Regions from separate parts of the Mus musculus genome. Here all the other regions are linked to region 2. A link is a contact called in public HiChIP or PLAC-seq data. All regions are on one chromosome and are shown on one strand. Each heading gives the region's core, a stretch centred on a gene start, on an enhancer-like site or on the middle of the called end of the contact. The rest is flanking DNA. Distances are from core to core; before and after follow the strand shown.

The links. HiChIP or PLAC-seq counts read pairs in DNA pulled down with a chosen protein or histone mark.
Region 1: an H3K4me3 HiChIP or PLAC-seq map of embryonic forebrain shows a contact between it and region 2, with 6 times the contacts expected there. The contact joins the enhancer-like site here to the promoter of Hectd1 in region 2. A contact is called at or near these places in 2 of 39 promoter capture datasets (cranial neural crest and frontonasal cranial neural crest), 4 of 484 Hi-C or Micro-C datasets (CD8 T cells, cortical neurons and muscle stem cells) and 5 of 115 datasets of contacts at active chromatin or transcription factors (astrocytes, embryonic forebrain, embryonic hindbrain and 2 more).
Region 3: a contact with region 2 is called in an H3K4me3 HiChIP or PLAC-seq map of embryonic limb bud, with 4 times the contacts expected there. The contact joins the enhancer-like site here to the promoter of Hectd1 in region 2. A contact is called at or near these places in 2 of 39 promoter capture datasets (cranial neural crest and second pharyngeal arch cranial neural crest), 1 of 484 Hi-C or Micro-C datasets (embryonic fibroblasts), 3 of 115 datasets of contacts at active chromatin or transcription factors (embryonic limb bud and stem cell-derived neural progenitor cells) and 1 of 9 other capture datasets (embryonic stem cells).

What each region holds. Positions count from the first base shown.
Region 1 is chr12:52,834,380-52,838,709 of GRCm38.p6, forward strand. The region is part of intron 2 of Akap6 (A kinase (PRKA) anchor protein 6); the gene reads left to right. Among named protein-coding and RNA genes, the nearest start is that of Gm51971, 38 kb to the left of the region's middle. Within about 2 kb of position 1,257, at least 125 of the 459 cell types and tissues checked have an H3K27ac peak or open chromatin away from gene starts, as enhancers often do. A contact at or near this core is called in astrocytes, cortical neurons, embryonic forebrain and 2 more, where this site is marked.
Region 2 is chr12:51,827,644-51,832,028 of GRCm38.p6, forward strand. It overlaps Hectd1 (HECT domain E3 ubiquitin protein ligase 1), which reads right to left and starts at 1,893. Exons shown (of 43, transcript NM_144788.2): 1 at 1,560-1,893. Gm5785 reads left to right here and starts at 542. Exons shown (of 4, transcript XM_011244243.2): 1 at 542-625; 2 at 1,212-1,586; 3 at 1,647-2,912; 4 at 3,345-4,385. The coding sequence starts at 542. The coding sequence ends at 2,498.
Region 3 is chr12:52,874,291-52,878,692 of GRCm38.p6, forward strand. The region is part of intron 2 of Akap6 (A kinase (PRKA) anchor protein 6); the gene reads left to right. Among named protein-coding and RNA genes, the nearest start is that of Gm51971, 78 kb to the left of the region's middle. Within about 2 kb of position 1,986, at least 8 of the 459 cell types and tissues checked have an H3K27ac peak or open chromatin away from gene starts, as enhancers often do. A contact at or near this core is called in embryonic limb bud, where this site is marked.

The DNA.
Region 1 (4,330 bases), core at 7-2,506, 1.0 Mb after region 2:
GTGAATGGAGTCTGTGCCTCCCACTAGGGCAAATGTCTTGATTGAATAATTAGTGTTAATTGACACAGGCACCTCTGTCCAAGGTATGAAGTGTCTTCCTAGTTTATTTCATTATCTGTGTCTTTCTTCTCCATTTTACGGGATCCTGCTGACATTGCTACCTGACTGGATTGGCTAAAGTTAAAGCTGGGCATGCTGTTGCAGGACTCTGTTTGGAAACACAGATATTGCAGAGTGTTAGGAATCCTGGGGTATGACCTGGGCTAACAAATTATGAGCTCTAACTTGAAAAATGAGCCTTCAAAGCATAAAGCTTAGAAACCTTTGTTCTTACAAGAAATGTGACGTTTGACGTTTGTCACAGGTCCCTAGGCAGTCCATCCTGGACCTGGGGTTCTGAATTCTGCATTCTGAAGGTTTGTTGAGGATGAGAAAATGTCAGAGGAATCTGAAACCAGATCAAGCTGACCGATTAGCCAAATTATCCTCGAGCATCTACCGTAGAGGCGAGGGCTTTTAATCAGGAGCCCTGAGGTGTCTCCCTCCAGCTTTGGATCCTCTCCAGAGAGCAGCCAGGAAAAGCTTTCCCAGTGTGGAAAGCTCCCAGGGGAGATGTGGCCATGGTGGGACAATACCCAGGAAGGGCTCATCTGAGAGCCCCAGAGTAGCAGCTTGGGGAGTAAGAGCCTGAGCAGACAAGCAGGCCAGGCCACAAGGAGGAGAGATACACTAGCATTTCCTACAAGTGCCTTCTCTGTGACTGTTGTCATTAAAAGGGCTTGTTGTATCGGAGTGGGGGGGGCTTTAGCTATGGAACCATGAAACTTAATTCAGAAGAGACGGTGGGACAGCAGACTGATCTCTGTAATGTAAATGGCAGCTCTTCTGCTGAAAGCCATTGTGTCAACCGCTTGAGAACGTGGCAGTGACTTGGCAGGGAGATGGCAGAAAGGTTCTCTGGACCAACTGTCTCCTGCAGCTGTGAAAGACACACAGCCTGGCTGCCAAATGGTGAGCCCTTTTGTGCTCCGGCTGAGTTTCATTCACTCCTATGGCAACTTGAGGTTCAGCGTTCAGGAATATTAGTTTGGTCTGGACCATCGCCATCTCTTAGCAACCAAGGGAGATAGAAATTACCAGCTGGGTAATTTGATACTGGGAACCCGAAGGTCATGAAAATGGGGTATAATGGCTGTTTGTATTGAAGGGGGAGGAGGGAGGGGGGAATATGATGTAATCCTGATGTGTAGAAATGTTTGGAATGCCACAGAGATTACAAAGGAAAATCCAGTTCAAACTGGACTCTGTCTCACTCAGAGCGATTCAAGTTGGGCCAAGGAGCTCCTTTAAGCATGTATATTTTTGCTCAAATAAAAACCCCTTTGGGGTTTTGGAACTGCAGTATAGAAAATAGTTTACTCTGTATTAATTTTCTCTGAGGTTGACCCGTAGCTTAATTTACATTGAGTTTCGAAACAGTGATTTCGAGTAACATAAATAACAGGTTAGGGTTCTATTGCTCTGACTTCTGAAGGCACTGGGCCAGGGATGAGGATTGGGCTGGGAGAATGGGCAAGGGGAGACAAAAGTTGCTACAGATCTGCTTCCTGGATGCTCACACTGGCTCTAGCCCACAAGCGCACCAGCTCGTCAAGGAATTGCATGTTGGGAAACTAGAAACTGCAAAGCAGAAGCCAAAGGAAATTCTTGATAACAAGTTGTTTTCCTTTTCCCCTGGGCCCAGTGAAGGGACCATCTGTTTTTCAAACTAGAAAAGCCAGAAGATGCAGTGTTTGCTCCTGGAACGAGCCAAATTGTCATAATCTAATCAAAATTCCAAAGGATGAAGGGAGAAAGGAAGAGAGGGCTGGGGAAGCCAGGCGTGGCAGTTCCCTCGCTCTCTGCATTCCTGTAGATTCATCCAGCTGTTTTAGCAAACCAGCCTGGACAAGATGCATTTGAAGGGAGTGCGAATTACAGCAAGGAGGACTGGAAAATCCAGGGTTTTGCATGACAGGTAGCGGCCTGGTCTTGTTCTCAGGGGAGCTTGTTCACCTGCTACGCACGTGGTTCTTGTGCTGGCACAGTGGGCAGAGCGCCCTGCTTTCCCTGTCTCGGTTCGTGGTTAGACTTATTTGGCACACTCTGTTACAGTTGGGTCATGGATCTAACGCAGACAGCGGAGCGCGCCTTGCTTTTTCAGCAGTGCTAGGAATGTTTAATTCCTTCCATGCGAAGAGGTTTGGCATTTGATTTTGTGACCCAACTTCAATGAGGTGAAGTAAAAAAAATTATTAACATAAAATAAATCTCTTTTTATATATCCACTTCCTTGTATCCTCAGCCCTCTGGTTCCCATATCCAGCCGACTTACAACAGTGGAGGCTGAAGCCCATGGATTCACTGTTTCTATAGGTCAGCAGCAACTTCATATTGGTTGCTATGCGTAGCATAGACAAGCAGTGCAGACAAACAAGTCCTCTGATATGGAAACACTGTAGGATTTTGAACTCTACCATTAGGATTCTCTGAGAAGAGAAGGTCTCAGGAGAGGTTCTCACCCTTCCCAATGCTACAACCCTTTAACACAGTTCCTCGTGTTGTGGGCGACCCCCGACCATAAAATTATTTTATTGCTACCTCATAACTAGAATTTTGCTAAGGTTATGAATTGTAACGTAATTATCTGATGTGCGGATATGTGACTCTTGTGAAAGGGGATCCAAGGCCTGAGAACCTCTGGTTTCAAGGCTTTAAGACAACCAGAATGGTAGACTGTTTTGGCATCAAACTAAATCCATGCTACCTTCTGCTACACAAACAAAAGGCACGGGCGGCATCTTGCTGAGCTCAGTGCAGCCCCCAGAGCCACCAGGGTTTGTAGATTACTTCAACCTCATTGGATCTTGCATTTAGTTTAAGAACCCTTTTTTGACTGTCTCCTTCCCCATGGTTTAAAATGGTTCTGATTCTGAATCCGTTTTAAATTTCTATGCTCTTTGCTATGAAGAATGAGAAATATGCCAATTTTGGAAAAGTAGGTGGAAACTTTATTTATTTGGAAAAGTCCAGCCACATTCAATTTTAAATATATATATATATATATATATATATATATATAATTAAATATATATATAATTAGTACATATATTGTTTGAGGAAGTATATATTTTGAACTTTTCTGTCTGGCGATGGAGACATGAAGCTACAACCGATGAGTGTATTACAAAGGAATGGACATCAGGGTCTTGCATGTTTTACTTTGCATATGAGTTTGTGACAGTCACAGTAGAACTTTGCTTGACGTTTACCATGTGGCAGGTGCCTGGGCCGCATCTCCTCCTAATTCCACCTTCCTAGTTCAAACTCACGTAACAAATGGAAGAACTGAGGGATTTTTCTCCCACGGAGCCAAGGTTGTCAATGCAACTGACTTTCCAGCTGTCCCTGGAACCTGCCTTCTTGTCACTGTTCTTCCAGCCTTCATATTGGCTACACTTGTGTATCGTGTTTAGGGAACATTTTTCTTGTTAGTTCTTATTTTGAAGGTGGCGTTTGGGCAGGGCATTTTGAAGGACTGGTGACGGCCATATTCCCAGCTCAGTGAGGAACAGAGGCAGCGTCTTGTAATTCTTTTTTTCAGCGAAGGGGCGAGCAGAACTCTCTTCTGCCTGTTTGCGGCCAGGTGTAGTACCTGCTTTGAGTATCGCTTCTGTCTCAGCCAGCTGAGCAGGTCTGCAGGCACAAGGCCTTTTCAGCTTTCCTTTCTTGCCCAGCTATCTTTTAAAACTAAAATCTGACGTGTGTGTTTATGTCTGCTGTGTACGAGAGTAGGGATCTGTACACAGTGTGGATGTATGCACATGAGTGGAAGTCAAGCACTTTTCAGACAGCGGTTCTCACTGTTGGACCTGACCAGCAAGCCCCAGACATCATCCTGTTTCCATGTCTTCAGTCCCTAATACTGGGCTGTAGGTACATATATGACTATTATAGGTACATATGACTGTAATAGGTACATATGATTGTTATAGGTACATATGACTATTATAGGTACATACATATGACTGTGCTTTTTACAGTGGTCTGGAAACCTAAAATTTAATCTTTATCTTATGCAGACAACTCTTTTACTCATGAGTCATATTTATTTAGTTCCTTTTAGAAGTGTCTCACCTGCATGTATGATGTGTGTGCTCCTGCTGCCATCAGAGACTACAAGATGATGTTTGACCCCCTGAAGCTAGCATCATAGGTGGTTATGAGCCATGAGGTGGGTGCTGCAAACTGAACCCAGGTCCTGTGTTCACAATTATGTTCACAATTAATG
Region 2 (4,385 bases), core at 643-3,142:
ACACACACACACATGCATGTGTATATGTATATACATACAGAGCTATTCTCCAATTTCCATATTGCACTGTGATATGCACACGCACACATACTTGCACACACACAAAATAAGCAAATATATATGCTTTAAAAAAAAAAACTTTCCAGCCGGGCATGGTGGCACACTCCTTTAATCCCAGCGCTAGGGAGGCAGAGGCAGGCAGATTTCTGAGTTCAAGGCCAGCCTGGTCTACAAAGCTGATTTCCAGTACAGCCAGGGCTATACAGAGAAACTCTGTCTTGAAAAAACAAAAACAAAACAACAAAAAAAAACTTTCCAAACTGCAAAGTATTACTTCAAAAAGTATGCTACATATGCAGCAGTCTACTTCCTGGGCTTAATGCAAAAACCCTCAAGGCAAAACAGTTTAACACTGGAATGAATATATGCTGATTAGGTTGCTAGTTAACTAGAAACCAGAGCTGTCTTGGTCAAACACTATGAAACAAGTTTTGGATCCCAGTACTGTTATCACCAATGTCTGTGCCAAAAGGCAAAAAACATGTACAAAAAAGTTCTTTTACCAGTCAACTTCTTCCTGCAACCTCCCCCCAAACTCCACCAAAAATCGGAGCTTCAGATACGGGTCAGATCCAGTAGTTTTAAAGACCACTTTCCAATCCAATTCTTCTTCGGATTGAATTTCCCTTCTCACGAGTTTTGAATTCTCAAACTTACTCCTAAAATATGCCCAAATACAAACAGTAATTAGATATGAAATCTACCTATGCGGAAGTAAATACTGATAAGAACTTCTGGTAATCTAGGCAAATGTTCTTAAAACTTTTTTTTTTTTGGGGGGGGGGCTTGATGCTAAAGTAAATACAACTAACAGGTTACCACCCCCCCCCAGGCAGACGGACAGACAGGCAGACATTCTTTCTCCCATAGGATGGGGCAGTTAGTTTTTATGTAAAAAATTTTTTGAGAAGTAGTCTAGGCAGGCAAGTCATTACAAAAGCTTCTAGATGCCCGACCAAAGGACAGCGTTGCGTCCCACGCAATCCACCTGCCGGTGTGGGAACCTAGAGGCGGGTCGCGGTGGGCACCCATCGGCCGCGCCCGGCGGGGCTGCCCCATCGTCCTCGGCCTGATCAAGGCCGGAGCCGCGACGCTGACAGCCAACCTGGCTAAGTTAGCTACCTGCCTCCGGGCGGAGGGCGAAGTTCTAGAGAAGCAGCAAACCTGCGAGCTCAAGAGGAAGCCGCCGAGCGGCTGGGGTGCGGGTCTCCCGGAACTCGGAGGCCCAGCGGGACGTCCCCGGTCCCCGCCGGGCGGCTGAGCCTTACCAAGGACAAGGAGCGCGTAGCCGGAGCTCCGAAGCCAACAAGCCAAGCCCCGTAAGGCCCGGAGAGGGGAACAAAGGGCCCGATACGCAGAGGCGACGGCGGAAGACCGACCTCACCGCGCTGGGGTCCAGCTCCGCGCCCGCCGCTGGACTCGGCGGCCCGGATCCTCGCGCAGGCCCAGCCTGCCGACAGCGCCTAGCGCCCCCGCCTACCCTGACCGCAGGCTCTTACCCTGGCTCGCCGTACCAAACAGCTCCGGTCCAGCTCCAAGCAGGCCGCGGGCAGAGCCTGGCCCGGCCGCGGCCCTCGAGTTCCTAGGAAACCGCAGGCCGCGCAGGTCGAGCCAGGCAGGCGGCACAGGAAAAGCCGTGTCTCGTCCCTCCCCTTCCTCCGCGGGGACCCGGTGACAAGGAAGCGAGAGGCTCCCCCGAGCGGCGGCAGCCAGCGCGGGTCCCGACCCCAGCACGCGGCTCCTCAGACCCTGCGGTTCAGAGCCAGGTCCGCGCGGGGCCGTCGGCGGCAGCGGGGAGACGCCGCGTCCATCGCCAGCCGGGCGGGGGCAGGAGAAGGGTCGGCCGAGCGCCGGGCGGGGAGGCTGGTGAAGGCCGCGCCGGCGGAGGCGGAGCGAACGCCTCCCGGCCGCCCTGCCCGCGGCCACCTGGGGCGCTGCGGAGGCCGGACCCCGCGGCACGGGGCGACGACGGGGGGCGCCGGGCTCCTTCGGCGGTCGGCTACGGCTCTCCTCAGCCCGGCCTCCCGGCGCCCGAGTCGCCGCGCTGTCAATCCGCGCGCGCCGCCAGCAGCTGCTCCGCGCACGCTCCGCCCGTCTCGCCCGGCGCGAGCCGCTCCGGAGTCCTGCGGAACGGAGGCCACCGTCTCGCAGGCGCTCGGCGTGCCCGGGTCACCCCCTCCTCCGGACTTTTAAAGCCAGCGGTTTACCAGAACGCTTCCCAGCGAGCCTGGGAACTCGGCGAGCGCTGCGCAGCCGGGCGTTATCGCCTCGGCGCAGATGGGACCAGGACGGCTGCGGGAACTCGTGCCTCCTGCCTGCCCACCGTGGAGTCCCGGGAAGCAGCCAGCATCGAGGACTTCCCACACAGTTGCCTTCGGCTCGTGGTCACTTGTACTTCCGTAGTTATTCCCGTCAAACTTTTATTTCATGGGCGTTGAAAAATCAAATACTAGCCGCTGCTAGTGGAGTCCTCACGTAACCGTGACACTAGAGAACTGGAGGCTGGAGTTCAAGGTCATCCTTGGCTACAAAATGAGGTCGAGACTTGTCTGGGCTACAGGGCGGCGACGGTGGTGATGAAGAAGGAGCAGCCAAGGGAGAGAAAAAGAGGAAGAAAAAGACTCCATACTGAACTCATCCTTTGAACAACAACAACAAAATAGCAGTAGATACCTAATTTTAGGAAAGAACTGTATGCAAAGACCGAGGCTAGTAGTTTTCAACCCTGGCGGCACATTAGAGACACCCGGAAAAGTTTTCATTAGAAGAGTTTTAGATCCACAGCAAATTGAACAGAAAGTACAGAGAATAAGTTATGGCTACCCTGTTCTGTATCATGTGTTCCTGGCCAGGTAGGGCTAAGGACAGAGAGTTCCCACTGATCTCTTTGTTTATGGTTTTGCCCTTTCCAAAATATCGTTTCTAGTTGGAATTATTCACTAACACTCTTTAAGGATCCTCTGTGAGTTTTTATAGCTTGGTAGCTCATTTATTTGGTGTTGTGTTGTGTTTTGTTTTGTTTTGTTGTACTGGATTTTTTTATTTGGTTTTGTTTTTTACTTTTTGTTTTTCTTGTTGTTTTGAAGTGGGTATGCTTATGTAACCCTGGCTGGCCTAAAGTCAATATCCTCCTGCCTCAGCTTCCTGAGTATGCTAACAAGAGGGCTTCCTTCCTGAGTATGCTAACAAGTATGCTAACACCTGGCTTGGGAGCCCATTTAATTCTTACTGCTAAATAATAGTAAGTTGTTTAGATGTAACACAATGTGTTTCTTCATATACAGATGCCTGGAATCTACCTTCACAGACTATGAACGGCTCATGCAGAAATTTCCAAAGTTCCCCAACAGGAAAAATACTTTCTAACAATGTAGCTACCACAGGACTGTGGCCAGAACAAATGAAAAACTCTTCAAACCCAAGAATAAGAAAAAACCTTGCCAGGCAGTGGTGGCGCACACCTTTAATCCCAGCACTTGGGAGGCAGAGGCAGGTGGACTTCTGAGTTGAGGCCATCCTGGACTACAGAGTGAGTTCCAGGACAGCCAGAGCTACACAGAGAAACCCTGTCTCAGAAAAGAAAAAAGAAAAGAAAAAAACCTTAATTAGAAATTGTAAAAGACTGGAGACATTTAACCAAGAAGACATCCCAGTGGCTGGCGAGAAAGCATATGAAAGATGCTTAACATTATCTGGCCTTGAGAAATTGAAGATACTCACTGGTGGTCTGTGCGTTTGGTTCCCAGTACCCATATCAGGCAGCTCACATCTGATGCCTCTGGCCTCTACAAGCACCTGCGTTTACATGCATTCACCCACACACAGGCATGCACATGTGCACATAATGTAAAAGTAATTTAAATAAATCTTTGAGGAAAAGAAATTTTAAAATAATACTCTAGAGCTATAGATAACAGCTCAGTTGGTAGGGTACTTACCTACTACACACAAAGCCTGGGTTCTCTGTCCAGGACTGGATAGAACCAGGCCCTAAAACTGGGATTGGTGGGACAGACGGACAGACTTTTAATTTCCATCACAGGCAGAAGAAGCAGTTCAAGAGCTTCCTCAGCTACATAATGAACTTCCTCAGCTACATAATGAACTGGGTTCCAGCCTAGAATACATAGAATGACCGTGTCTGAAGAAGGGAAAAGAGGGCAGAGGGAAGGAAGGGAACACTCGAGACTTCTAAACATCATTAGAAGGGCGAAAAACCAAAGCCCAATAACACCAAACGCTGGAAGGGTGTGATTCAGCCGGAGCGCTCTTGGTACCCGTGGAAAGTAATAGTGCCCCTGTGTAAGATAAAAAAAGGCTCTGGT
Region 3 (4,402 bases), core at 736-3,235, 1.0 Mb after region 2:
AGTGAGTACTGGGCAACATAAACGTAATGTCGTCCACGTCTTTTTGTCCTGCCAGTGATCCTGAAGGTCACAGGGATGGCTGTATGGTGAGAGGAGAGTATCACTTTCCTGTGTTAGTACAACCAGCTCTGAGGGGAAATATCGTATGTGTCAATACGTTTGAAGATTCACTGTCCGCTTCCGCTCACTTCTGAGGCCGCCCTCTTTATCCTCTGTACTCTCCAGAACACAGTGTAGGAGCTCTGAACCAGTTAGCCAAAGAAGTCGCTGCTGGTACTCACGTTGTCATGACCTTAAGGGCTCTGCTTTCTCTTTCTGCCTAGGCCTGAAAGGATTGTGTGACCAAAAAAACCCAAACTTCTATGTTTATTTTTTGCTGTGACGATGGACTTTTACTATTTTTAACTGATTAGATAGCAGAAGTTACTTCCTTGGTTCATTGTCCTGCAAGTTTTGAACTGTCTTTTTATAATTATGGGTTGAACTGGGGACAGTTTGAGTATCTTTTTAAAACATTGTTGTTCAAAGGGTATTTTTAAACCATCCCCAGTTTGTTATTTTTAGAGACATCTGTTAATCTAATCATCTGAGCGAGCCTGCTGGACAACAACTTCTCTCATAGGGAAAGGTTTAAATGAATGAAATCCACATAGGACCAAGGGAGATTTTAAACCAAGAAAGCAATGGGTAATATTGAAAAGTAAACCTGAATTGTTTTATCTATGAGAATTACTTTTTTAGTTGTCAGTTTGTGAAAGTGAAGTTGATAATGTTTTCAGTCACAAGTTAATTGGTAGCCACTAACTATAAAGAGAACTATGAGATGTGCCTACCATTTAGTTAAGAAGAACATGCACAGAAAGAAACGAGTCTTCTGGGATTGAAGCTAGCTTGCTACATTCTGTTAGTGATAAAAATTGTCAAGACGTAGGAAAGAGTGTCCTGTTGTGAAATGATATCATAAGAAGTGAGGTGCAGCAGCTCATTTATCTCTAGATACACGATAGTGGCACATGATAACTTTCCAGGCAAACGTCTAAAGGCTTGTCTTGATCACGTCAACAAATTTTCTGTATTCTTCTACCTTTACAATCCCAAGGTCCTCTCTGTTCCTAGACATGGCTACCAAGGGATAGGAGGTGTATTAAAGGCAACGTCTGAATCTGAAGCCTTGAACCTGTGTAGGTTAGTAGATCTTTTATTATCTTATCCTTCTAGGGGATCATTCATGTCAAGGTCCCATTGTTCCAAGGTGAAATACTTGGAAATATAAGAGCGGAATCTGGAAGTCAGATAACAAAGGTCTACACCAGGGAAGAGGCTGAAACAAGCAGAAATGCAAGTAAGACTCCGCTGCAAGTAGGGACCACAGGGCTATGTCAGCCTAAGGGCATGAGGATGCCCAGACTCAGCCTTCCCTGCTGAAGAATGTCATGCTGGTGTGCTCTATGGTATCCTGTGTGGGTGGGATGGAATCTGTCTTTTACACATATTTTCTTCAGTATCTTCATCCATCTTCTAACCTTTCCACCTCTAAATTCAGTTTCCTGCCAACCAGCACTTTTCTCTCTCTCAAAACAGAAAATAGCTTGAAATTAAACAGTATTTGTTGGGTTACTATAATTCCCTATGAATCTTTGCTCCTATCTGAGCTTAATTAATCATTGTCATGCTAAGTGTTTAAAAATTCTACCTGTGGCATGAAATATTGTGTCTCCCATTAATACTCTCAGTGGCAAATAAAAATATTTTGTGTGTTTGTTCTTAAGATGGATGAGTGCATAGATAAAAAGCTGATCGAGAAAGGATTGTTTGTATCCTAAAAAAGGATTTTCTTATTTCTTATTTAGTTTTCTCTGGGTAGCAAATGTGTATCTACCAAGCGGTTTAGTCATGAGAGTTGAAACCAGTTTCTAGTTGCCATCTGCTTCAGTCACATGGGCAGTTGAGTCTAGACTCATTTCCTACATGCATCAGTTAGGCTGGCCAAGCGCCCCAGACTGTGCTTCCAATTCACCTTGTTAAAGACATTCCTACAGGGCCTCCAACAGGTCAGTTCTCCTGGAGCTTTTAAAATACAAACAGTTCCTGCAGGGAGGCAGTCATTCAGCTAATTACTTTTTGAAGTCTCTAATCCCCTAGATTCGACTGCATTAAATTAGCAGGCTACCCACAACCTTCAGCTTCTTTTATATAAATTTCCAGCAAACAGGCAATTGCTAAGAAGCTAAGTATTAGATCTCTAGACTAATTATTCTGTAAATAGTTGTTTAATATCTGTGCAGAATGACAGAGGAAAGCACATTTTTCTATTACTAGAGAGCACATAGTTCAGAATTACTTATTTTTTCTTCAATCAAATCTTTGATTAGGTGCTCAAAACAAAGTCCAAGTTTGGAAAAGTGGGTACATACACATACATGCACACACACAGACAAATGCACACATACACACACACACACACACTTGCATGTGCAAACACATACACATAGCTTTTTATTCTACAGTTTGTGTGCTCATATGGTTTTGGTCAGGTTAAGCAACTGGTGGTAAAATAAAAGGCATGAAATAACTTATAGATTCTAGAAAGTTGCATCTTACTATGCATTATTTAGTTTTAGAATTTTAAATAAGGGTTTCATGTGCACATTGCCAGAATATTGATCAGGGGAGGTGATTTCTTTTCCCTTCAGAGCTCGTCTGCTTCTTTGGGAACTGTACCAACTCCCTTTCCTTTTCTAGACAGGCAGGAGGATGGCTGACTGGCACCAGCAATACTTGGTGCCCCTTTAAGAATTGTTTCTCCTAGATAGTTGCCTGGGAATCTTGACCCATCGCCTGGCTGACTACATTCCTACATTCACTATGAAGGAGTCAAGTCATGTGTCAGAGGAATGGGTGGCATGGATTTTGGCATGTGGTGCCATAGCTATATATAACCTATTGTGCTGGGTGCTGCGGATGGGTGAGAAATTCCTTCTAGTCTATTCTGAGCAAGTGGCACAAGGGTTATTCCAGCTATTGCTGATTGAGTCTGTAGGTTCCTTTTATTTCTATTCGATACTATTTGCAAATAACCAAACACTGTGGGAAAGTCAGGAGACTGTTCTCTGGCCAGCACATTAAAAGGGGAGCTAGAAGTTTAAAAACTTCTTATTCTGGAGCAAGAGTGGGGTTTGGACTTTTCTAAAAGTGAGTTATGAGTTACGAAGTGTGATACGTGTGCTGACATTAGTGCTCTCATGAAGGGAGGAGGGTTGCGGAAGCCAGGATGCCCTCTTCTTTTCTTACCTAATTTGGACTTGGTCAGATCTGTCACAGGACTGGTGCATTATTGGTGCACTGTATCAGAAACTATAGACAGACATGTCTGTGTGTCTCTGTCAGAATTCACTCAGTAATAGCAAATTGGCTACACCATTTCATTGGCTGAAATTTGCCAAGTAGTCCTCGTTTTTTTGGATAGCTGGCCATTGGCAAGCATAGGCTCTTTTGTCACAATCTTAATTACAGATACTCACTTTTAGATCACATGGTTTATGTGACATAGTATAAACCCAAGTGTAGTTGCAAAATGCCTACAAAGAGCTTGCAGAAGCTGCAACAGAGTTCAAGTCCTCCGGAGGAGGAAGGCAGAGGAAGAAAGTAGGAGGAGTCATGAAAAGAGTCACTGTGCAGGCAGATGTGGGGCAACCACAAAGGCAAGCCAGCATTGCAGCGTTAAGCCAGGCCTCTGGATCAAGTCAAGGTGTGGTACAGGCTGCCAGACAAGACAAGATGAAGTACATGCATCCCACAGAGGTGCTGCCATGAAACCAAAAAAACAGATGGGCTGATGGTGGCCCTTTGAGTTGGTCATCAGCAGTAGGGAAGGAGCTAAACTGAAGCCCTGGGTGCTCAGGAGGCTGTCGGCCCTTTCGTGCTCACAGTGAGGAGTCAGAAAACAGGTCAGTGGAGACCAAAGCCACAGCAGTGTTAGGAGCTCCTCTGTAGGGGCTACAGAGAAAGGTGGTGTAATCTTCGTTAGTCTGTTTTGTTTGATATGATTTTAATACACCTACGTACTGTTATGATCCCAGTATACATTGCTAAAGTTTATAGTTGGTATCTTCTTGCTTTTAGGAGTTGGCCTGTGCTTTGTGGGACACGCTGGATGGGCGGCATGGTGTTCATGTGCACAAGGTGCAGAGTCATCCTGCGTTTTCACTCAGAACAGAGCCAAATGTTGATTGCACATTGGAGTCACCTAGGGCAAAGCACAGTCTAAAAGTGCTATTTTACATAGTTTTGGAGTAATAGAGCGGGATATCAGCATGATGGGTGTTCTTTCAATGATTATAATGGTATTGTAATGAAACCAAAATCCTTTGGCATGTGTCTTAGTCAGGATTTGTATTCCTGC